2 separate regions of the Mus musculus genome follow, and region 2 is linked to region 1. A link is a contact called in public Hi-C data. All regions are on one chromosome and are shown on one strand. Each heading gives the region's core, a stretch centred on a gene start, on an enhancer-like site or on the middle of the called end of the contact. The rest is flanking DNA. Distances are from core to core; before and after follow the strand shown. Region 1 has its middle 67 kb from the start of Gm22371. Region 2 overlaps Aox2 (aldehyde oxidase 2).

Region 1 (7,472 bases), core at 3,021-5,520:
TCTGCTTTCCCTCCTGTCATGTTGTCTAATGAAATTCTGCTATTATGCCTTTCGAGTTAAGTGCCCTCCTTGAAAAGTAATTTCTGCCACAATTAATGTGATGGATGCTGAAGATACGACGGCCTTTTGCATTAAACTAAATTGTTTCCACCTCTCTGCAGCCATCTCTTGCTTTCTAGCCAGGATCTGGAGTCCCTGTTTGGTTAGGATCTGTGATTCTTTTTGCCCAAGGTAAACCCTAGTTGTGAGGAATCCCTTGGTGAGATATTATGCAGAGTAGCCATCAGTTTTTGGTCCACTCTTTCTCCTCCTCAGCTATTTTTCTAAACCGAGATCTTCTTTTTTCTTGTTCTGGGACATAGACAATGAAATTTCTGTTCTGGTCATCGTAGCCCTTATTACTCAAGGCATAGCATCTCTAAGCTTAGTCAGTCTGTAGCAGAAGAGTCTGAGCCTCTTTGCCCAGTCAGAGTCACTGTCCGAATACCATGTGCTTGACCTAACACCACGTTTGCAGCTACGGTCCCAGGAGAGAAACTCTAGCCAAAATGCACTAAAGAAAGAGCCTGCAGGTGGTCAAGAAAGCATGCAATAATCCTTGATTGATTGATTTAGTACCCTTTACATAGCTAGGTTAGTGCTTTATTCTAGAAGCTACAACTGACATTATCGAGCACCCATGATGTCTCATTTTGCCTCATCTTGGGACAAGACAGATGTATTGTTGCCTCTCCAATAAAAGGTGGCAGTAACTGGGAGAGAGAGCAAAGCAGGAATAACCTATTAAAAAAAACAAGCATGGGGGAAATTGCAAAGCACTTCACATCTCACATACTTTTGTGTATGTATGAATATTTTAAATGATTACACATGTTTTTAGTCCTGTGTTAAATATTTACTGAGAAAACAGACCTTCTGGACTTTAATTCCTGATAAACAAAACAGGTATTTATCTAAAATCTGGCCAAACCAAACAGCAAACAACAACAAAAACCCAACAAAAAACTTGAATTGCATTTTGTTTTGTTTCATTACTTTGTCTAGTAAGTGTGTCTATCTCAGAAATTAACCTTTTGGCAAGGTTCAGAAATATATAATTTAGGATTTTTAGACCATACGTTTTTTTGTTATAATTAGTCAACTCTGCTATTATAACCTGGAAATGTGGGAATTATATAAATTAATGAACATGTGATATTCAAATAAAACTTTATTTATAAAAACAAACAGTGGGTCAGATTTAATCTATGAGCTATAATTTACTTTCCCCTGGTACCAAGTATTTACAGTCTAATCTATAGATGGGCAAATAAATTCCTGAAGAAAAAATATTTGCTTATGATTGATACAGGAAAATATAGAATACAATATATGCTAGGTATTATGCTAAAACTAACAAACATTGTCTAATGGACTAATGTCTAGTTATGTCCTCATTTTGTGTCTTGAGAAGCTAGACAGAAAACTTAAGTAACTTACTCAAGAACATAGACAAACATTAATAAAGCCCTGCATTCTGTGTTTCTGATAGTTGTGGTGAGCCATGATAGTTGGCTACAAGGCCCCAATACTCTTAGTGATGTTTGTGGAACATCACTTAGGAAATCTAACGCTCAGGACTCCTGACATCCTTCATTCCCTCTTCCGAGGGACCTCAGTCTGGCTATCTGCAACAGTATCTAGACGGGTCTCTGCACCACATCACATCTGCTAAAAAGCATAATGATTTTACTACCTGGTAAAGCTGTTGTCCAGACTGTGTGAAATGCTGGACCAGTATACAACGTTTGTTACTCCAAAACAAAAGAAGAATCCTGGCCAAAAAACAAAGCAACCAAACCAAACCAAACCAAACCAAACCAAACCAAACCAAAATGGTGCCTTATGCATAGGCTGTCTGACAAGATCCATACTCATAGAGGACCAGAAAGGAGAAAAGAAGGGAAGAAAACATGTAGAAGAATATAAATGAATGGCATGAGCATAGTAGAGACAAAGTTTAGTGTGCATGGTTATATATGTTCACATGTGTTCAGATGCCCATATGTGAAAGTGCATGTACACATGTTTAGTGTACATATAGAGGTCAGGGTCAGAATTGTGTTGTTCATTTGGATCCATCCACATTGTTTTTTGAGACAATGTCTCTCACTGGCCTTGATCTTCCCTGGTAGACTATGTTGGTTGGCCAGGATGCCTATGGACCCTCTTGTCTTTGCCTTACCACTTCTGGGGTTACAAATATGTATTGTTATTTCTAGCTTTTTATATGTGTGTTAAGGATCGAACAGAGGTCCTCCTGCTTGTATAGTGAGCACATTACCAGTTGAGCCAACTCCGCAGTCTCAGAGCAGGGCTTTTAATGGATTGTGCAAGTATGGACCGTGCAAAATGATGCTCACATGATAATATATCTATTTTTCCTTCTCTCTGTTTTGGAGGCATGTGTATTCCAGCTTTCTCTCTAGAATTGAAATAATAATCATTCAAACTTCATCTAAAGTCAGTGAAGGGAGACCAATTCTGACTTACTACTTCTGAGTACCCTGTAAGACCATTGGCACTCCCAGCTCTTCCTGGCTATCTTCTTCCTTTCTTGCTCTGGGATGCTCAGACTTCCCTCTTCACATCTCTTATAAGTGCTCCTTTAAGCTTCTGTAAACATCTATGCTACTCTACTGCAGAACGTGAGGACAACCAGGTACTCCTGTCATTCTGCATGGCCCATACAGTACAAGGAAGTGTATCCAATACACCATAAACACTTTGGGTCATTGGAGAGAATTTCAGTGTACAAAGGTGCCCGACATTGTTGTGCCCATTACCCACCCATTCACCATGTCTATCCCATTCAATGTCTCTGTACTGAAACCCTAACAAGCTTCTGTAGAATTACACTGGGCTGCTTACTATTGTGCCTTCTCTACCTGTCACAGTGCCGGAGCACACAGTGGGGCTCTGTAAACGCTTCTTGCTCAGATTCACTGAGAAATTTTGTAAAGGTCAGCATTGGCCATGATGAGGCAGGTCCTGCTTATGTTAAACAGAACACTGCAATTGTGTGTGGGTTACTCTGCTGGTTTATTGTTTCCCTAAAGCTAGTGGCCTAGTGTCTTAGTTAGGGTTCTATTGCTGTGAAGAAAAGCCACGAACAAGGTAACTTTTATAAAGGAAAGCATTTAATTGGGGATGACTTACAGTTCAAAGGTTTAGTCCATTGTCATGATGGTGGGGAAGCAGGGAGGGTGCACAAGCAGACATGATGTTGGAGAAGAAGCTGAGGGTTCTACATCCAGATCAGGATACACCCAGACATTACCATCCCTCTGCTCCAGTATTTAACACCCATACACAAATTTCCATTTTTTTTTCCTGGACTTCAGAACTGGTAGTTTTAAAACTAACACTGTTCTAGCCCCACCGGGCACTGGACATATCATTTCACCATCAAGATAAGGTATAACCTTGGTCTGTATCCTGTTCTCATGTCCCTCTGCCTTTGAAAATACTTATCAACAAGACTTTTAATGACAATATAATATAGCATAGAATGTGGTTGGTGTATATGATGATTTGCTCAGTTGTTGCATGGTTTGCTATTATGAAGTGTAGATCTGAGCATTCATAGTTAATTGTTCATCCACAGTTCATGCTTAAGTCTTGAGGCTTGCTTAGCTACAAGATGGCTGGCTCAGAATATGGGTCTATTTCTATGGCTCTTGAGCCTCTGGCCAATTTGCTGTCCAGAAAGCTTGTGCAGATCTGTTTCCTCAACACAAATCAGATATGTGCTTTCGTCATCAAATCTTCTTCAACATTAAAGAATATCTCTTAGCTTGGGGCCAGCCAAAAGCTCAACAGGCAAAGCATTTGTTTCCAGACTGAGTTAGAGGCCTAAGACCCACAGGAGGAAAAGAGAAAGCCAACTCCCACAAATTATTCTCTGACCCCCACCAGTAGACAGTGGCAGGTATAGTCCCCATTCCTCCAATAAATACATGCAGTTAAAGTCTTATCCCTTAATCTAATAAATGAGCAATAAATTGCCATTATGATTTTCCATCATGTTCCTTTGATTACTAGCAAGTTGAGGAGCTTTTCAGAAGCCAGGTTAGCAGCCATCACTCCTGGCAATGGCGGGTTCTACAGCTATTAATATATGTGAGCTTTCTGCATACAATTTCCTTTAAGCCCGATGCCCCTGCTGCTTAGCAGAAGGCCATGATGGATTATGCAGCCCAAGCACTGCCATATGTTTGGTGCTTATTATTAAGCCCAACTACTGAGCAAAGAAAGACATAATTAGCCTTTTTGGGAATTATTTTAAGCCTTCAGCAGTAAAAAGCCTGAAGTTGATTTATTTCCCAGAATCTATTTGTATTTGATGCCTTTTAAAGTCTAGTCAGACTAAATGACCAGGCATGTTTTCAACCTTCGAAGACAGAGTTTTCTGAGTTCTAGGAGACAATCCAAAATAATCACCCATGTACATCTCTAAGATAGCAACCGAAGACAAAGGATTGAATCATTTGGAAGGAGACAGAGCCGCTGGGGTATTCAGAGACAACATGAGTTGAATTCATCTCAAGTTACCAGTGGTGGGAATGGAGGGACTGATTTCTGGCTTCAGAAGGCTGCAAGCTCTGCCAAGGGCTGAACTTAGCCCCTGCTGTTGATATGGGCAAGTGTCCTTTCATGGAAACGACTTCATCAAGAAAACTGTTTCTGCTGTAATTATCCCAGGCAAGACTTGAATCTGTACTTTCAAAACAAAACACGTTGTCTGGTTCTAAAGCGATCTTGCACATTATTGTGCTTCCAGAAGCTTTGCTGCTTTATAATGACAGGAATGGATTCCTACCCCAGAGCCCCCAGAAACAGATTGTGATTTCCATTCTTAGCTTTCCACCTAAATAGTTGTCTAGCTGATTTTGCTTATTTGTGCTCTTACTCATTGATGGCACATTTGGAAATAAAATCCTGAGGTTGTCACGGAGCTGCACGTATTTACATAGTTCTCAAATGCCAAGATGATAAACATTGTGCAGATGTTCCCCAGGACAGTAACCCAGCCTGCCTTTGGCAGTTTCACACACAAGTGACTAAACACATCAGTTCTGGAAATACAGGGGCATGCGCTCACGGACTCTTCCTCCCTTGCAAAAAGCAGAGGCTGAGATTAATTAAAGCCAGGAGCTTGTTACTTTGAAAGATAACATAATGTAAACTGTTCCAAAATGATCTCCCTTCTAGCAAATGAGGCCTATTGGGGGAAGCCAGGGAGGTAAACTAGGGGGAAAAAAACCCATTGAATTCCCTTGGCCAAAGGTCTGCTGATTTTTATTTGCATATTCAGGCAAATATTGGATGGTCAGAGTCACATGTATTGAATGAATAACTGAGTGCCTATGTAAGAGAATGAATGATTGGAATTCTGTATTGACTAAGTTATGGATGCAAGTTGTGGTTAGCAATCCTGGCTCTGAGGCGTGGGGTTCCCATTAGGTGCTTAGCCTCTGTTAAGTGTCCTCCTTGCCTTATTATGCATTCTGTAGGTCAACACTATAAAACAGCTGTTGGTTTTTTGCCTCCGATATAAAATGATTAAGGCTGTGGTGGATTCAAGCCTAAGTCTTCTGTTCTTAGCTCACACCAGCACTGGAAGTTGCTCAGCAATGGTCAAATTCAGTGCAAGGGTCTTATTTATTTGTGGTCTTAATTGGCCATAGAATTTGCTGATACTCAATTTTGAAGGACTCTAAGCTACCACTCCTTATGTGTGTAGGTTGGGAGTTAGGCCCTGTACTGGCTAGTTTTATGTCAACTTGACACAGCTGGAGTTATCACAGAGAAAGGAGCTTCAGTTGAGGAAATGCCTCCATGAGATCCAACTGTCAGGCATTTTCTCAATTGATGATCAAGGGGGAAAGGCCCCTTGTGGGTGGTAGTCTTGGTTCTATAAGAGAGCAGGCTGAGCAAGCCAGGGGAAGCAAGCCAGTAAAGAACATCCCTCCATGGCCTCTGTATCAGCTCCTGCTCCTGCTCCCTGACCTGCTTGAGTTCCAGTCCTGACTTCTTTCAGTGATGAACAGCAATGTGGAAATGTAAGCTGAATAAACCCTTTCCTCCCCAACTTGCTTCTTGGTCATGATGTTTGTGCAGGAATAGAAACCCTGACTAAGACAGGCCCTGTCCCTTGTCCACGGTCATTTCACTGGCAGGTGGAAGGAAGACACAAACTGCAAGTGAGCTAGTATGTGCCAGCTAACTCTCACCAGGCGCTTTACTGACATTATCATGGAGATGTAATCAAAACGAGAATCAAATGAGTTGAAATAATGAATTTGGATCATTGCAGAGTTTCCAAAAATCACTTAAGCAGGCACCATGGAGGAATCAACCATGTGCCTATGACTCCCACGGTAGAAATAGACATCAAGAGGACAGATGTATGAGCAACACTATCACTCAAAGCCATGGCAGGAACACGATGAACTTGTTAATTGTGGGGTGCCTCCAGAATATTTGAATATAACATTACAAACATCGGTATGTGTCCTATGAGCAGGTTTCTGACAGCAGAGAACCTGATGATATGATTCTGGTTAAAGCTTGAAGCGGGAGTCATGAGTGATGCTGAACATGCGCTATCAATCTCTGATGACCACTGACTTGATTCCCTGAACTAATCTTGATGAGTTATACACATACACACACACACATATATATATATATACACATATACATATAATGTTGGCTATGATATATTATGTTATATATAATACATTACACAATGTATTAATATATTATATTAATATATATAAAAACAGTCAGGACTTCCAGATGAAAGTATGATCTTTGGTTATGACTGCTAACTGGGAGTTTCTGGAAGCTGCACTTCTTGCCATGAGATAATGAGGTCTCAGAGACAAAGAGAAGAAGAAACAGCAATGAGGGAAAGGGACACAGACCACAGTAGCTTCAGGTTCCCTGTTAGAGCTTCTGAGAACCTGGTTCCTTTAGCCATTGTGTAAGTGCAGTTTATCCACCCTGCAGGTGCTGGAATTGGTATCAGCTTCCTTTTTAGTCCATTAAGTTAACTTGAGCTGGATTGTCATACACAGAGGGCACTGGTCCCAGGGTTTACCATTTCCTTAGGCAACATGGGTAGAATCAGGAGGATGCTCAGGGCAGAGGGTTATGACCCTATGGACACAGTTTGCCTATTTGCCCACTAAGCATTCATTTTCGCAAATTAGAGCCTTGCCTCCTGTTTCTCTGGTCTTAGATTGTCTTTTGGGTAGTTTTCAAGATCATAAAGTCAAAGACCTCGTTTTACTATGAAAAATTGTCAACAAGAAGTTTGACAACTTGTTTTAAATCATATGTTATAAACCCTGGCTTTGAATCAATTATTATGTACTGAGGTTAGGAAAATTAATTTAATGCAAGTATAAGATAATAAAAAATGA
Region 2 (7,472 bases), core at 3,232-5,731, 800 kb after region 1:
AAAAAAAACAGAGAGAGAGAGAGAGAGAGAGAGAGAGAGCTAAAACACACCTTCATTTGATTAAATGGTCATCATTTATTGCTTCTTCTATTTGAATAATATTAACATTTTAAAAACCTTGTCTGAAACCAATTTAATATAAACTGAAGTGGATATTGAACACAGGCTATAGAATAGATGCCTCTGAGGGGCTGGGGATATAGCTGTTGATAGAGCACTTGCCTACCATTCATGAAGTCCTTGGAATGGTGGCGCATACTTATAACCCCAGTACTGGGGAAGTAGAGACAGAAGGAGTTCCAGGTCATCCTCCACTACACAGTGAGGTCAAGGCCAGCCTGGAATACATGAGATGCTATATCAAAAAACCATACCCATGGCTGGAGAGATGGCTCAGTGTTAAGAGCACTTCCAGAGAATCCAGGTTCAATTCTCAGCACCCAGTTAGGTCAATTATATCAGCTTCTAACTCCAGTGCCCAGGGGGTCTAATGTCCTCTTCTGACTTCTACAAGCACTACACAAATATGTTACACGTACATATACTCATCTATTATCCATATATATCCATGCACACACACATATGGTATGCCCTATCAACGGCCATATCCCCATCCCCTCAGAGACATTTACTCTATAGCCTGTGTTCAGTATCTACTCTAGTTTATAGTACAATTGGTATCAGACAACGTTTTTATGAGATAAAATTCAGGGATCATTCCCTGTAGCATAAAGGTTTGAGGCGTAAAAATCAGCATTTGGCTGAGGGAAGTCTGAGAGCAACTCCCTAGAGGACGGGGACACTCCCCCTCCAGCACTCAGCCTGCTGCTGAAGCGGCAGTGTTGGGTTGAACGGTGATGTGACATGTGCTGGCACTGATTCTCCTGTCATTGTCGTGGGAGTTTGGGAAGCCACAGTCAGATCAACCAATGCTCAGGGATTTTAGGCAGGAGAAGCCCCAGGGTTTCTTGATTTAACCACTTGAGAGTCAACTCCAAAGAGGTCAGTAAAGATAAAGGACCCAGAAAAGAGTCTGCTAGGAAGTCGTACAAGACACTCGCAGCTAAGTCCACACAGTGGGACCCCAGGCATTGTGCACTGAATCTAGAGCCAAGCTTCCAAGCTTTGGTGTTCACAAGAGTCACCTGGAACTTGCTAAAAGTTCAGATTCTGGCCAAGCAGTTTGGAGCAGGGACCTGAGTTCCCCACCATTTCCCAGAAGACCATAGATCACGCTTGAAATAACAGAGACCAAAATCCTCGGTCCCTGAAAGCTAAGTCTTTTGAGCTGACACAGAAAATATTAAGGAAGACAACAGGAGATCAGCAATGGTCTCCATGTCAGTCAAAGCCGCACAGCCTCCCATGAGATCTAAGCCGTGGAAGATGTACGGGTGTTCAAGAAAACCAGTTTTGAAACTTACGTGCACCCTCCTAATAATTACTAATTCCTGGATAAGTGTTCTCACTGGGAGTGCCGGCTGCACACTGCTAATTCCCAAACAGAAGTCTCAGAGCATCTGACCCTGAAAAGTAATTAAAGTTGTGAGCGGTAACTTCTGAACCTCTTGCCTTTGGGAGCTGCCTAGAAAGGGGAATATACAGAACTGGACAACGGGGCGGGGCACATTTGCTCAGAGGGTGAGAATGGTACAGATTTGTGGACCCTGGAGAGAATCTGAGGCGGCAGATGTGACCACAAATGTATGCTTCCAGGAGAGGATCGCCAAGAGCCACGGCACCCAGTGTGGCTTCTGCACCCCTGGGATGGTGATGTCCATCTACACACTGCTCAGGAACCACCCGCAGCCCTCAGAGGAACAGCTCATGGAGGCCTTGGGAGGTAGGTGTGACACAGGAGGCAGGCAGAAGGAAAAGGTTCTTCATGCTTTCCCACACCACCCTCAGGATCTTCCTAGCTCTGCTCCAGTGCCAAGCCACAGTCATTTCTAACATTTGTGTGCAGACACAGACGTCAAGTCATCTGCACGCGGCCCAGGGGCCACCACACTTCTGTCTGCTGACTTATCACATGCTCCCCAGGGACCGGAATCCATGAGCCTACCCAACAAAGCACAACTGGCTGAAAACACAGAAAGTTCTCATGCAGTTCTGGGAGCATTAAGTCTGGAGTCGAGCTATCGGCCCACCAGTGCTGTGTCTGAAAGCCCTGAAGAGACTGCTTCCTTATTCCTCTCAGCCTTATTCCTCTCAGTCAGCTGAGTCTTGGCATTTCTGAGCTCATGAGCTACATAGCTCCAAACTGTTTCTACCTCACACCTTTCTCCTTGCTGTCTGGCTTATAGATCTTCCTCTTGTTTACAGACATCAGCCACTGGGGTAGGCCCGCCCCAGGCCTGGACAACCTTGTTACCTCTTGATTCCACTGGGAGAGATCTTATTATTCAACAAGGTTATGTTCATAGTTGCCAGGACTTAAGACTACAAAGAGTCTTGGTAGAGCGGCATATATCAATTCATAATAAGCCTCTCATCTGAAAGATTTGTAACAGTTTTAGTTTTATAAACATATAGGGTTAATAAACATTATCTTCAGGTGTTATCAATCTGTAAACAAGTCCTCAATTCAAAGGTTGAAGACAGATGAAAATAGATATGCTCCTTATGTGCCAGCTGCTGATCTCTCTCTCTCTCTCTCTCTCTCTCTCTCTCTCTCTCTCTCTTTCTCTCTCTCTCTCTCCCTCTCTCCCCTTCTCCCCTTCCTCCCTCCCTCTCTCTTGCTCTCGCTAGCTCTCTATCCTTATCTCTTCTTTCAAGTGCAGAAAACCATAGCTGAGCATATGATAGAGTAGTTATTATGGGCAAAAGTCCTGGGTTCAATTCACAATATAATAATAATAATAATAATAATAACAATAACAATAATCAGAGAATCATACTAATTCATCTAAAACCCCCACCTTCCCCAGGTCTCTCTTCAGCAGCTCATCAGCCCTAAAACTTGACCAAGCCCGATTTGTCATACTTCCTGCTCTCTACACGACTCCTCCAGGCCAGTCTCTCCCCATCTTGTTCCTGCTGCTCTGAGAATTCTACCCATTCTTTACTAACCCATAGCTTGCACATCCTTTGAGCCCAAACTTCTTAGTCAGGCCATCAGAGATGAACTCTAGTCTACACTCTCTCTCTACCCTCAGACCTTCACCTTCATCCTTGGAAGCGTAAGGATTCCAGACTTTACCATGCAACAGAATGGCCCACTGGTCTCTTAAATGCAGGCTCTCCTGCCTGTCTCCAGATGCTCAGGTTCCAGAAGGGCAGATTCATGTTCTTAACAAATACAACCAGGTGACTCTGGTGCAGTGACCTAAGAGCCTCTGAGGAACACACCTGGTAGCCCACCCGTGGCACTTTGTCTGTCTAGTGACACCTTGGGGATTGCTTTCTTAAGATCTCACTGTCTTACATAATTTAAAATAGTTATTGTCAATAGCTAAACATCAGGGCTAGGATCATAGCTCAGAAGTAGAATGTTATCCTAGCATGTCCAAGGCCCTGAGTTCTACTCCCCAGAACTGACAAGAAAATCTGTTAGATCTATTTCGGTTTTTAAAAGAATCCAGTAGAGTGGCTGGAGATTTGGCTCAGTCATTAGGAGAGCTTGCTGCTCTTCCAGAGGCCCAGAGTTCAGTTCTCAGCACCCACATTTGTGGCTTACAAGCACCTATAACTTCAGCCCCAGGAAATGCAATACCTTCTTCTGACCTCTAAGAGCATCCACACACAGACACACATAAATACCAATAAATAAATAATAATCTGGAAAAGCAAGCAGTAGAGACAAGCAATTCACAGCTATGCTTCCCCTCTGATCAGGGAACCTCTGCCGCTGTACTGGGTATCGGCCAATTCTGGAGAGCGGCAGGACCTTCTGCATGGTGAGTACACAAGGGTAAGGAAGTGGAGACACGTCATACGGAGTAGGAATGAGAAGAACAGGTGATCAAAGCTGGGGACACAAGAATGGGGTTTGTAAGACCATCACAACCGACTAAAACAGACAAATGTCACCGCAGAGGGGAGGGGGAAAGGGCGAGGACTCATTGGAGTTGCCAGTGCTTGCTGTAGACCAGGTGAGCATTACACCACCTTTGATGTGGTCTAGAACCACAGAAGAAAGTCAGGTGAGCTAAGAAGCTGTCTGTCCGACACTCACCACCAGTGAGACAGGGCATCTATCCAGTGCAGCTGAAATGTTGTCTGTAAACACTAGAAGTCAAGCCAGGCTTTGCTGTTGTGAAGAAGGCTTCTTCTGAGAACCCAAGCAACTGGGAATGGGAAAATAGAAAAAGAAGGAGAAATTGCAACGTAGAAGCTAAAATTCACTCCAAGAACACAGGGAACAGCCTCCAAAAATAGAGATATCTCTCTGGTGAAAACTCAAATGTCTTGCTTGGCAGTTAGTAAGAGCTCAACAAATAATTACTCATAATGAGAATGCTGTTGACTGAATAGCATTTGGCAGACACTCAAGATGGTGCATCTGATGACGCTCTGCTGAGGACACAGTGGATGTGGGGGGAGACATTAGGCAGAAGCAAAGGGTACCTCACATCTTGGAGGAGCCCCCTGTAGTTCTTACCCAGCTATTCAGGAGTCCATAGGGATAACTCGATATGCTTATCTTTTTCTGGATCATTCTCCATATAGGGCTTCAACTGTACCTTTAGGCTAGGTACTTTAGGGAAGGTCTTAGGAGCCAATGTGTGCACACAAGTTCAATGAAGCTCCTTATAGAGAAAGAGCAGACACTGGGCTGGAGTATTCACAGGAGCATATGCAGCCACTACAGAGCCATATAGAAAGAGAAAGCAGAAGCCACAGGCTAACATCTCTGTATGTGCTCCTGCCTCAGTTCCACATGCCGTAGAGGTAGACCTGGAAATATACAGTGGGTGTGTCCCAAAGCCAGGAGGGTATTCTGGTCATGTGTGTCCCAGATTTCTATTGCCCCGTGAGGGAGCCAGAGTTGACACACTAAAAAGTGGAATAAAGAGACTGTACACTCAGCTGATTGCTGCTGTAAGTGGGGAAGCATGAGATACCAGCAAGAGTGCTAAATTAACTCCTTTCCCTAAGAGTGTAGGTACTACCTGCCGCTCCTGGAACACAGGTGCTGGAGATAAAGTCCAAAATGAGTTCCAATAGCTCACCCTGTTGCCAGCCAGTCTCATGCTACATTAGGTGAAAGAAACCCAGCCCCAGGTAGGACACAGGTTTTTATTACCCACTGAACCCAAAGAAGCACGATTTTCTTCAGCCTCCATCGACCCACGTCCATCCTGGGGACTCTAAGAGCTTATGGTGGGAGAGGAAGGGCTGGTTGCTCTGCCAGCTGCTTTTGCTTCTTGGACAGAGTCAGCAAGTAGCAGCAAAAGATATGGGGAAAGGACAGGGAATTCAAACAGTTGGGAGGAAGTGCTTTGCAAGACAGGAGAGACCACCTGAGGAAGCAGGTACAAGGAGTGGGGTTGCAAGAAACAGAAACGGATGAGCTGCAAGCAGGGACCACTTAAAAACTGCCATAACTCACCCAGCTGCATTCCCCTTCCGTAAAGGTTCCATATGAATTAAATGAGCAATGTCCCAAAATATGTATGCGCTGTAGTGGCTGTATCATGGTTGTCCTGAAAAATACCATTTAAAAAATGTATTTTACCACTAGTCATTACTCTAAAATAGCTCAGATATGTACTTTCAATGAATGGTGTTCATCTACTGAGTACAGCATAGATATGATATAAATACAATATAATCCCAAATATGTCAAAATGCCAGTGACCTGGGCAGTGGGTGTTTCTTTACATTTCTGCACATTGTGCTATTTTATATTACTTGTTTATATGGTATGTGTTTCATAAACTACCTCATAAAATAAGTAAATAAGCAAAGCAAGATCAGCCTTGTGCTATCCCTGTAAGTAGAAGGTGGCTTCAGAGTCTGAAGTCTCGTATAGATTGTTCAAACCTTCAGGGCACGACCTTATTTGCCTATAAAAAGTATTATTCACATACAGCACTTCATGTCCTCAGGAGCCAGACGGTTGTCCACAGAAAGGAACAGGACAGTGTTGCTTGGATCAGAAGGAAAGTGACTCATCGGGAAGCAAAAGTGATGTGAGTCCCTCGGTCTGTTTTGTTCTCTCTCTGTGCATTGCTTAACGCCCACCTAGCTCTGGCAGCGCCGAGCATGCATAGGCATTTGATGGACGGCTCCCGCTTTGTTTGCAACCTTCCCAGCACTTGCAGGAAGCCCCGCAGTTTGCAGGTATGTAGTGAGCATAGTTGCTCATTCAGCAATCACAATCGGACCTTCCCCTTCATAGACTTCAGACTAGAAAGGCCGGAACAAAAGGGAAACAAAAACCTCTTAGATGGCAGAAAAGCATCGACTGCATGAGGTCACCTCCGTGGTTAGAAACAAGTTCTAAAGCTGTCCCTGCTCACACAGCCGTCCTCGGTCCCTGAGCTGAGACAGAGACAGCACTGTCAGCTGGCAAGCTAAGTCCACTGCAGCATTCCAGCCTGTGGCACTATCATCTGACAGACATTCCTTTTTAAAAGATCCACCATCCTGTTCTCACAGGGGTCGAATAGAGAGGTTAATAAGATCCCAGCTAACACCTCTTAGGCTGTGAAAGAGCTCAGAGCCGGCCTGAGAAAAAACTGCCTCTCATCCTCTTTGTGTGTGTCTGTGTCCTTCAGACCCACCTGTCCACAAGCACCTCCCGCTGATACCCTTTCTTTAGTCTAAAGAAGGGGTGCGGTGGAATAAAGAGGTGTTACCCGAGGAGGCGAGCTACACACCCCCAAAGTGACTCGAGGAAGATCAACACTTGGAAGAGTCAACACATCCCAAAGTCCATTCCCCACCTTGCAGACTCAGGCATTCGGGTTGAGCACCCTCAGGTCGGGCGCTAGGTACCACTTGACTTAATGAAGCCAAACACCAAGGGTTGTGTTTAAGCTAGAATGTTCCTCGGTATTTACTCCTAAGGAGAAACACAACTATAAAGTAAAACCCCATCCTTTCCTCACAGTCACACATTCTGTGGAGAAGGCTGAGTGCTCAGTGACACGGCAGTTCACAGGGGTGTCCCTGCTGGGTGACAGACCAGGTGTCTGCCTAGGACCACCTCTACCTCTTACTCTCTGACCATTTTTCATTTGGACAACGGTTAAGTCTTGCTGTTGAGCCTGTTTAGAACTTTTCATTTCTGCCTGTTGATTCACTGTCTGGCAACTTTGATTCTCACGTGAAATCTTTTTTTCTAGGTTTTAGAACCAAATCATTGGCCCCAAGTACTGCCCAAGCTACTTCTCACACAAGAAACCAATTGGTCCACTGTTACCTCACCCTGCAGGGGTACAGAGAGTCCGTACAAGGAATAACCATGTGTGCTTTCTGGAACCTCTCAAGGCCTCAGAAAGATGGGGGGGGGGGGGGGGAGA

Evidence for each region. A called contact is a pair of places that touch in the nucleus more often than the background predicts.
Region 2: a contact with region 1 is called in a Hi-C map of cortical neurons. The contact joins two enhancer-like sites. A contact is called at or near these places in 11 of 39 promoter capture datasets (the 3T3-L1 cell line, 3T3-L1-derived adipocytes, the HPC-7 cell line and 6 more), 2 of 484 Hi-C or Micro-C datasets (cortical neurons and embryonic fibroblasts), 1 of 115 datasets of contacts at active chromatin or transcription factors (bone marrow-derived macrophages) and 2 of 9 other capture datasets (adipose tissue and liver).

The regions. Positions count from the first base shown.
Region 1 is chr1:57,485,176-57,492,647 of GRCm38.p6, forward strand. No RefSeq gene overlaps it. Among named protein-coding and RNA genes, the nearest start is that of Gm22371, 67 kb to the left of the region's middle. Within about 2 kb of position 4,271, at least 13 of the 459 cell types and tissues checked have an H3K27ac peak or open chromatin away from gene starts, as enhancers often do. A contact at or near this core is called in cortical neurons, where this site is marked.
Region 2 is chr1:58,283,855-58,291,326 of GRCm38.p6, forward strand. It overlaps Aox2 (aldehyde oxidase 2), which reads left to right. Exons shown (of 36, transcript NM_001008419.2): 5 at 1,717-1,843; 6 at 3,838-3,899; 7 at 6,054-6,137. Gm15759 (a long non-coding RNA gene) reads right to left here. Exons shown (of 3, transcript XR_865437.3): 3 at 5,561-5,648. Among named protein-coding and RNA genes, the nearest start is that of Aox2, 9.3 kb to the left of the region's middle. Within about 2 kb of position 4,482, at least 7 of the 459 cell types and tissues checked have an H3K27ac peak or open chromatin away from gene starts, as enhancers often do. A contact at or near this core is called in cortical neurons, where this site is marked.